3 separate regions of the Sus scrofa genome follow, and all the other regions are linked to region 2. A link is a contact called in public HiChIP or PLAC-seq data. All regions are on one chromosome and are shown on one strand. The core of a region is the stretch at or near the end of the contact, and the rest is flanking DNA. Distances in the headings are between cores, read along the strand shown.

Region 1 (3,258 bases), core at 439-2,938, 380 kb before region 2:
AACCCCAAAATATCCCCCCTTAAACACCAAATAACACCACACTTCACGAGCCCTCCTCTGAATACACTTTGGGGAAAGCTAGCTTGGGTGCATGATCCCTTCAACTATTTACTGTTAAAGATTAAAGTCAGCAGCTATAAACATTATACAGTCAGCCAGCCCTCTGTATCTGCAGGTCTCTCATCGCTGGATTCAACCAATTGCAAATCGAAAATATTTTTTAAAAATTGCAAAGTTCCAAAAAGCAAAACTTGAATTTACTCTTTGTAGGCAACTACTTACATAGTTGTATTAGCTATAATAAGATGATTTAAAGATGATTTAAAGTATATGGAAGGATGTGTGTCAATTATACACAAACACTATGTCATAAAAGGGCTTGAGCATCCAAGGATTTTGGTATCTGAGGGTGTCCTGGAACCAATCCTCCCCACCCCATACTGAGGATGGGCTACCATCTCGTCTCTCCCTCCTGCCTTCCCTTTCCTCATTCATTCTCTCCCTCTCTCTCTTGCCCCCCTCCTCCGCTTCTTCTCTCATTCCCTCCTTCTCTCTCTCCTTCTTTCCCTGCCTTCCCCTTTCCTAACCTGGAGGTTCTCTTTTTTCTACCTCTTTTTCTTGCTCACCCTCCCTGACAATGCACAGCCATTCCTCGGTCCTTAGAATTGATGTCCTGCCATATTTGTAGCTGAACAGTCTTCCCCTCCTCCCTGGAGCCCTCCAGAAATCCCTTTCTCAGCAATTTGCAAATGGTACCTAGGGCAGGCGCTGCTCCAGCAATGGCCCTTAAGCTGCCAGCAGCATTTCCCTAGCCAGAAGGTTAATTGGCTTGCAGGACAGAGATGGAGAGGAAACTACATCCGATTAAATTGATCCTCTCGGAGTAACAATCCACTGTGCTCCCCACCCGTCTCCACAAAGCTTCCAAGAGCAGAGTGAAGGCACGAGTTTTAAAGATGAGGAATGGCTTCTCAACAGCCTCCCTGTTCTACAAAATGACAGGTCTCCTTGTTCCCTCCCAACTCCTTCCCCCACAAGCAAATAGAGTTCGATTACCACTTCTATGGCCCTCGATATCTGCACGAATTCATCAAAGGCTCTATATTTTTGGTTTCTCATCTTGCTCTTTATTTCCGAGAAGCTTTAGCTGAGGGATATTGGGGGGGGGTTGTTTTTCTTTTTTTAAAGCACATTTAGAGTCTCCCCAAGACCTTTCAAATAATTGCCCGACCGTGAATTCTAACACGCTGTTTCATCATATTCAAACATTGACTGCCGGGGTAGAAATCTATATTCCCTCTCATACTTAAGAGCCTAATTCCCCTGAGTCATGTCTGCCCTGCTATTTTATTCTAGGTAATATCGATCTTCCTGCCTTCCTCCAAAGCGCCTTGCAGAGTGCCAATAATTTTGTAATAGAAACCTTTTATTAATGGACTCCCCACAGCTTAATTTTGTTTAGATAAGTTTAAACACACACGCACACACAGAGGGAAAAGAAATCAACAGTTGACAAACTTGTATTTGCACCACAAGTCGGGCCACCTGTGGAGCGGCTTACAGGGAGTTGGGGGTGTGGAGTGAGCAGGCGGCACTGCCACAAACAAAGCTCCAACCAGCTGCTGAGGAGCTCTGAGTCACCCGAAGCAGGCAGGATGTCCCAACTAAGCTGCAGATTGTTTGATTACACCCAGAGCTTCGTGGCACCAAGCCCAGCGGTGACTGATACATCGGGGACCAAGCCAGCTAGACACCTCTTAACCATCCCAAGATACTGAGGGACGCACAGAGAGAAAAACCTGAGATGCCTCCGGAGCAGCTGTGGGCTGATGTGTCCTATGTGTTTGACGTGAGAAGGCGTGTATTTTTTCCCCCCAAGATCAGCCTCTCACAGAGATTAAATCAGTCCCATACAGAGGAACTGGTTTTCCCACGCTGACCCGGGTTTGCAAAAGGCTCTCAAAAGTTCTTCCGAATGAAGCTAATCAGAGTGAAAGTGATGACAGGGCAGATTGTACCCACAATCCGAGTACCGGACCACAGAAGAAGCCCCACCACTGAAACCCTCCAAAGAGGCCAGCAAGAAGACCGAGGGCCAGCAGTTGGCAGAAGCCTCCTCACCTGCTGCACACAGACCTGGGCTTCCAGCAATAGGCCTTTGTGGCCTCTGCTATGGGGTGATTTCACATTCTGCAGTGACAACAATGAGGCAGAGGTGGCTTCGGACTAAGCAGAATCACCTTCAAATTTGCTTTTCTCCTGACATAACAGATTTAAGCTAACTAGCTCTATGATTCAGTAGAGAATGTGACAGCTAAATTCACCATATGTTCCTCCCCAAATATTTACCCTATTCGCCTGATGTCACGCCAGAAATCCCCTCAACTGGGGAAGGCTTAATGCTAAGACTTTTAAAGCCATTAGGACTGTAATTTAAATTAGCTTGCCCAAATGGTTGGGTGATGGTTTGTTGGAGGATGGGAGAGATGCATGGATGACAGCATAAATGGATGGAAAGAGGGATGGAGAGAAAGCAGGCTTAGCCTCCAGAAAATAGAGAATAAGACAGTAGAACACACTTCAGTAGGGGCAAGAAAGTGAGAAGAGAAATACAGAGAACATGAGATTCTACCAATTAGGACACATTTTGGAGAGAAGAGGATATGGACAAACACAGCCATACTGATGGGGAATGGAAGATGGAAGTGGAAATGATGGAGATGGAAGTCCTAGGAGAAGTGGGACAAAATGAGTATCTTCCTCACAATTTTGACCAAGCCTTTTTTTACAGTCAGAACCTCAGCTGCGTGTAGGAAGTTGCCGTCGTGGCTCAGTGGTAAAGAACCCAGCTAATATCCGTGAGGGTGTGGTTTCGATCCCTGGCCTCATTGTGTTAAGGATCCAGCACTGCCGTGGTGGAGGTCGAAGACACGGTTTGGATCCCACATTGCTGTGGCTGTGGCATAGGATGGAAGCGGCAGCTCCGACTAGACCCCTAGCCTGGAAACTTCCATACACCATAGGTGTGGCCCGAAAAAGAAAAATAAGGCTACCTCAGCTGCATGTAGAGCCACTCACCATCATTTCATTCCAGCCATTCATCCAAGTACTGCACTAGGACGGTCCATCTCCAACTCATGGAATGTAAAGGAAAAGAACCCAGAGGGAAGACTGGTTAAGGCTCTTCAGTAGTTGGATTCACGAACAGGTCCTTAGAATGGACCCCACTGTCCACAAGGGTTGCTGTGTGGCCTTCAG
Region 2 (3,387 bases), core at 80-2,579:
TTCTGTTGTGATAGCATGCACATTTGGAAAACTTCTCAGTATCATCAGGAAAAAAGTGAGAGTGAAAGGTATTATTATGAAAAAATAGGTTTGACATACAGACTCTGAAAGTGTCTTGGGGACCTTCACTGGTGCCCAGAAGATACTTGGAGAACCATTGATTGCTCTATGTCAGCTTTTATCTGTTCCTTCAGTCTTGAACTAGCAGGTAAAACCCCGGAATCAGTGAAGGTGTGGGAAGTTAATTATTTTGACATCCCAGTAATGAGTCAGGGGGTTGGGGAATGGGAAGTAGAAAAAAAGCTTTAACCTCAACTCATTCTCTTCTTTCTATCTCTCTTTTAACAGTAACCTTTCTGGCCCCACTTCTTGTTTCTTGAATCCTTGATTCGGGGGTATAACATTAACACACATGAACATAACTCTTCTTAACTTAAAAATTAACATGGCTTCTAAAAATTTTTTTTGTACTTTAAAAAAATCAGTAAAATCTGCTTTTTCAACTTTTTTTTTAGGAAGGAAGAGCTACTGTTAACCAGGATACAAGATTAGACAACAGAATCATTGATCTTAGGGTATGCCTTATTTGTTTATGCTGAAATCAAGGTGGGCAGGGATACCATACCTGTCTCAGGGTTATAGAACTAATTGGTATTTACATATAGGTAATGTGATAATACAAGAAATAATTTACCTTTTTGACTAACCCTTCCCCAAAGGAGAATTGCTGTCAACAAGGACAATCAAGTAATAGTTCACAGGATACTGACTTGCTTTGTTTTAAAATGACAAAGGAGGAGTTCCCATCGTGGCTCAGTGGGTTACAAACCCGACTAGTATCCAAGAGGATGCAGGTTTGATCCCTGGCCTCACTCAGTGGGTTAAGGATCTGGCGTTGCCATGAGCTGGGGTGTAGGTCCTATATACGGCTCAGATCCCATGTTGCTGTGGCTGTGGTGTAGGCCAGCAAGCTGCAGCACCAATTTGACCCTTAGCCTGGGAACGTCTATATGCTGCAGGTGCAGCCCTAAAAAAGGCAAAAAATAAATAAAATTACAAAGGGAGGTGAAGCCAATAAATTGGCTTCCTTCCAGGGGATACCTTTTTCAAACAAGTTAGCAAGTGAAAATAGGACCATAAATATTACTCCAAAATTGTGAAAGAAGTTGTGTGCACATTTTACAGCCAGATGGAGATTAGTAGTTAATGTCTCAATCCTTTGAATTAGATCTAGCACAAAATTAGTAATAAAGAAGTAGATGGCCCCGGTAGTGTATATAGTAATCTCATGGGTCTTCTGTTTCCCTTTCTGGTTTGGTTGCAAGTGAAAGAGTTCATTGGTTTCATCATTGTAGTAAAACCATTGTCATCTCCCTTTCTTAATGTTTTGACCACATCTTCCCCCTTTACTTAAATAATCTACCTAAAGGTTAAATGCTTTGTCACCTTAAGAGTTCTTTCCAACTTTTCTGTAGTCATATGGGTCTGCCCTTATTGTACACTGATGTTTCCCCTAATTATTTGGTTTTTGTTTGCTTTTACTTTTCCATTTTAATTTATAGTATACAGAAAAGACTAGCAGTAATCAAAAGTCCTCTTGATACTGCCTAGAAACCTCAGGTTTTTCATAATTTTGGCCACAGTAGTTAACCATCATACTGTATTTGCTGTTTGTTCACACAAGTTACTGGTTAAGCCTTTAATATTTGGCTTTAAGAGTTTTTTATTTTTTTAATTTGACCCACATCTGTTTTGGTCAAGTTTATTGCCATCATTGAAAAACGGAGGATTTAAATCTCCATTAAATCTAGGTGGCTTGGAGTTCCCATTGTGGCTCATTGGGTTAAGAATCTAACTAGTATCCATGAGGATGGGGGTTTGATCCCTGGCCTCACTCACTGGGTTAAGGATCCAGCATTGTTGTGGCTGTGGCATAGGCCAGCACCTGCAGCTCCAATCTGACCCCTACCCTGGGAACTTTCATATGTCATAGGTGCAACCAAATAAATAAATGAATAAATAAATAAATCTAGGTGTTTTTTGGGGGGTGGAGCCGTAAAAATCAGTCAATCAATCAATCTAGGTGGCTTTTATTAAAAAGTTAGAGATAAACACATCAATAACAGGCCTGCATGGCAACATCATCAACTCTAGACAGGGCATTCTGCTGGAAAGTACCATTCATTCACTCTATTTATGTTTTTTGGCCCTTGTAAACATTTACCTTTTTTTAACCCTTACTTTGAGTTTACATTTTTGGGAAGCATTCTGTTCATTAGTAACTTGAAATCTTTTATACATCTTTGCTTATCTAAACTTTTGTGTAATAACCCCAATCCAGTTCTTTTCTAGACCCTTTGCTTAACAAAGAGATGGAGAGGTTGGAAACAAAGGACAAAATTGTCATTCTTCTTCTGTAATATGAAAAATTCTAAGATATATCCTTATTCTGATATTGTCATGTAGCCTGACTTTTCTCTCCTGTAATCAATTGTTTCTCTATGAACTTTGCAGGCAGGTGGCCTGATTAAAAAATATTCCATCTTATTTAATGTCAAATTGATTTAATTAGCTTTTACTATTGTCTTATAGACATCAACTAGTCAGGCAGTCTTCCGTCTCCAGTCTGGCATTTGCCATCTTTTCCGAGAAAATTTAATTAACAAGGGTTTTGTGGAGATCCAAACTCCTAAAATTATCTCAGGTATGCTTTAAGATATTCCTCTTAATTTTAAAAAATAAATTTGTTTTCCCTTGAGTTTCTTAATTTAGTTTTGTGGTGGTTTTTTTTGTTTGTTTGTTTTTGTTTGTTTTTTGTGTTTTTTTTTGCGGATCCCAGGTATTCTTTAAAGTTTATTTCCCAGAGACTGTTTATTTTGAAGACTATGCTGTTTACCACCAGCCACATATCACTAACATCAGTAATATTAAATCCTCTTATTTCAGGAGTTGTTAATGTGATAATGGTTATAAAATGAGGCAGTAACACATAAAGCAAAATTTTTATTAATATAAATGTACTTGAAACTACTTTCGTTATGTAGATTTCTTTCTAAATTGGTATTGTAATTTTGTATAAACTACATGAAAACATTACTAAATACTAGAGAGGGAAAAATCTCATTAATTCTCATTCTTGATGACAAATTTATTTTAATCATTTTAGCCTTTTTTAGTTACTTAAATAACATTAAAAAGTATGTTATGAATAGCTTAATTATAAATTAAAAATCAAACATTGTATTATTGATAATTAGAAAGTTATTAAGAATATCATATCTTCTTTTTTTTTTTTTTTTTTTAAGTGCCACACTTGTGGCATATGGAGGTACCCAGGTTAGGGATTGGATTGGAGCTGTAGCCACTGGGCTACACCACAGCCACAGC
Region 3 (3,242 bases), core at 495-2,994, 340 kb before region 2:
TGGGCCAGGAATGCAGACATGCCTAAGAACAATTTGGCCATGGGGCCCAGTCCTTGCCTGCAATTTCCTTCAGAGTCTACCATGCATTGCCGGGTGTGGGGAGGGCAGCTTTCCCCAGTGAGGTCTGCCAGGTAAAGTGTCATGGACTAAATGTTTGTGTCCCCCCAACCAAATTCCTATACTGAAGCCCTGACTCCCAACGTGATAATATTTGGGAATTAATGAAAGTTAGACCAGGACATGAGGGTGGGGCCCCACAATGGGATTAGTGTCCTTATAAGAAGAGGACGAGGCTCCAGGGCTCTGCCTCTCTCTGCACATATATGCAAATACACAAGGAGGTCAGGTGAGCACACAGGGAGACAGCAGCTGTCTACAGGCCAGGAAGCAATCCTGCCCAAGATCAGAATCTGCCAGCACCTTGATCTTGGACTTCTCAGCCTGCAGAGCTATGAGAACAAGTGTATGTTGTTCAATCCACCCAGTCTGTGGTATTCTATTTTAGCAGCTAGAGTTGACCTAAAGCCTTTGTAATTGCCTATGGTCAGGCCTGAAAGCTCAGACAGGTTTTGGCCAGGAGCTGACCCCCTGCTCTTCCTGTTGGTTGTGAGATGACTATCAGCAGCTCTAGACTGACAGAAATACCCAGTGGAAAGAGAGCGCTCTGTCTTAGCAGTTCCAGCAGAAACTCTGAGCCTGACTCTGGTGAGACTAACTTGGGTTCTATACCCATCCCAGAAGCAAAGACGGTGGCCAAGTGGATGGAAATAACAAATTGATTTGGATCTGAACCTGGGGGTTAAGGGCAGGACTTTCCCAAACTACTTAAACTGAGAGTGAAGGGAGGACATTTATACCAGAAGTGGAAGCAGATCCTAGGTAAGCAAAACCCATAGACACCCACTCTACAGTGCCTGAAAGTGAAAGGATTTCTTTCTTTATCCATTTAATAAATGTACACTGAACTATGTGCCAGGCACTGCTTTAGGCCCTGGAAGACAGTAGCAAACAACAGCATCAAGCTTAAATTCTACTGGGGGTGATAGATAATAAACACCAGCAGCAGGTGATATAAAGCCTCTTAGATTATGATAAGGGCTGGGGGGGAGTGGGCGGTGAAAGCAAGAAAGGAAGGTAGGAGATGTGCTTTTGAGGGAGGGGTACCCAAAAAGGCCTTGCTGAAGGCAGATAGAAATTGTGCATCCCAGAGAATAGGAAAAGTTCAAAGCAGAGGGAACAGCCAAGACAAAGCATGCTCCCTGAGATGGAAGCATGCTAGTTGTGTTCATAGTTGTATACAGGTTGAAAATGAAATGCCCAGTTAAATTTGAATTTCAGATAAACAATACATACATCTTTTAGCCTAAGTACATTCCCAATACCAAATGGGACATAGTTATGCTTAAAAATATTTTGTTTCATGTAACATTTGGAACATATTGACACTAAAAATGTATTTGCTGTTTATCTGAAATTCAAATCTAGCTGGGAGTCCTGTATTTTCATTCGCTAAATCTAACATCTCTAGGCCAGTGTGACTGAAGCAGAATGAAGAAGCAGGAGAGGGTGTTATGGGTTGCATTATGTCCCCTCAAAGAAAATATTCTGAAGTCCTCACCCCCAATACCCTAGAATGTGACCTTATTTGGTAATAGGGTCATTCCTGATGTAATTAGTTAAGATGAGCCACACTGGAACAGGGTGGGGCCTGATCCAAGATGACTGCTGTCCTTATTAGAGGGCCATGTGACAACACAGAGTCACACAGGGAGAGGGCCATGTGTTGACAGAGGCAGAGATTAAAGAGCTGCAGCTGCAAGGCAACACATGCTAAAAATAGCCACAACCACCAGAAGCTAGAAAGAGGCAAGAAAGGATCCTTCCCCTTCATGGCCCTGCCGACACCTTGATTTTGGACTTCTAGCTCTAAGAACCACGAAAAAATAAGTTTCTGTTGTTTTAAGCCACCCAGTTTGTAGTGCTTTGTTACAGCTGCCCTGGCAAAGTGACAGAAGAGAGCAGCCAAAGACAAGGGCAGAGAGGTAAGGAGGGTGACAGACAGAGCCTGTGGGGCCCGGGAGGTCACATGAGAACTTGGCTTGCACTCTGAGTCATCTGAGATTTTGGGGGGGAGGAGTGACTGTGGAAAGAGGTGTAAGAGCACTCCCAGAGGACACTCAGGAAAGAAAATGGGATGTGCTGTTCCAGGAGCTACTTGCTGTTAAGTCCTGCTAGAGTGTGGAGTGAGGGCAGTGGGCACGAATGAAGGCTGGAGAGGGGAGCCAGATCTTGAAGAGCCTCTTGGTAACAAAAAAATAGGGATATGCTTCCCCCTGTAGGCAACAGGAAGCCAAGGGAAAAGTTGGAGCAGGAAGCTGGGATCCAATATGCCCACTGTTCTTGGCTTTTATTACTCATCATACTAGTGGTAGATGCTGAAGAGCTCAAAATGAATGACTGGACAGTGGTGGAATTTCAAGTGCTATGAATGTTGAAGGAAGGGGATAACCTTCCCATTAGATGGAGGACCTTACTCCAAGCCCCTTAGATTACAGAACTGAGACAACCACATTCCCACACATGCGTCAGGCAATCTGGAAAATACCTAGGATTTCTCTGGAATATTAGAGATTCTACCCAAGACCACTGATTTGCTAAGAGAGATAAGATTCCCATCTGCAGGGCAGGGTCTAAAGGAGCAAATAGATGGTCTGGGAGAGAACAACAGGGAGGGTCTGAAAATGCAGATTCCTGGGTCCCATCCAGTGCGTCTTTTTTTTAAGATTTTTATTTTTTATATTATAGTTGATTTACAATGTTCTGTCAATTTCTACTGTGCAGCAAAGTAACCCAGTAATGCATTTTGACTAAGTCAAGGTGGTTCTGAACCACACTTTGAGAAACTCTGCCCTAGTGAGGGACTTGAGGATGTTCAGGAAGACAGTAATAAAGGCTATGGAGAACACATAAAGTAAGGGGTAGGGGAGAGGACAGGATGTGTGTGTGGGTGTAGACAGGTGTAATGGTGCACTTTTGGATAGGGTAGCAGATAATGTCACTATGGAGATGACATACGATGGAATTATGTGCAAATTTTGTAGGTATGTCCCTTCCTGGGGAAATAAATGGATACACAATTTCCAGGAAATTCTTAAAGAGATACCAGATCAAATTTGTATTGAGAACTATTTCAGATTAGTTAGCAGACATTTTCTGCTTTCAAATGGAAAGAATGTTCTTTC

What was found. HiChIP or PLAC-seq counts read pairs in DNA pulled down with a chosen protein or histone mark.
Region 1: an H3K27ac HiChIP or PLAC-seq map of alveolar macrophages shows a contact between it and region 2. The contact joins two enhancer-like sites. A contact is called at or near these places in 2 of 2 datasets of contacts at active chromatin or transcription factors (alveolar macrophages and skeletal muscle).
Region 3: a contact with region 2 is called in an H3K27ac HiChIP or PLAC-seq map of alveolar macrophages. The contact joins two enhancer-like sites. A contact is called at or near these places in 2 of 47 Hi-C or Micro-C datasets (embryonic fibroblasts and skeletal muscle) and 2 of 2 datasets of contacts at active chromatin or transcription factors (alveolar macrophages and skeletal muscle).

What each region holds. Positions count from the first base shown.
Region 1 is chr15:15,486,388-15,489,645 of Sscrofa11.1, forward strand. The region is part of intron 5 of THSD7B (thrombospondin type-1 domain-containing protein 7B); the gene reads right to left. Among named protein-coding and RNA genes, the nearest start is that of THSD7B, 120 kb to the right of the region's middle. Within about 2 kb of position 1,689, at least 15 of the 83 cell types and tissues checked have an H3K27ac peak or open chromatin away from gene starts, as enhancers often do. A contact at or near this core is called in alveolar macrophages, where this site is marked.
Region 2 is chr15:15,864,397-15,867,783 of Sscrofa11.1, forward strand. DARS (aspartate--tRNA ligase, cytoplasmic) reads left to right here. Exons shown (of 16, transcript XM_003133266.5): 7 at 516-575; 8 at 2,593-2,704. Among named protein-coding and RNA genes, the nearest start is that of DARS, 56 kb to the left of the region's middle. Within about 2 kb of position 1,330, at least 1 of the 83 cell types and tissues checked has an H3K27ac peak or open chromatin away from gene starts, as enhancers often do. A contact at or near this core is called in alveolar macrophages, where this site is marked.
Region 3 is chr15:15,522,972-15,526,213 of Sscrofa11.1, forward strand. All of the region lies in intron 2 of THSD7B (thrombospondin type-1 domain-containing protein 7B), which reads right to left. It overlaps LOC110257066 (a long non-coding RNA gene), which reads left to right. Exons shown (of 2, transcript XR_002339240.1): 1 at 1-2,042. Among named protein-coding and RNA genes, the nearest start is that of THSD7B, 86 kb to the right of the region's middle. Within about 2 kb of position 1,745, at least 25 of the 83 cell types and tissues checked have an H3K27ac peak or open chromatin away from gene starts, as enhancers often do. A contact at or near this core is called in alveolar macrophages, where this site is marked.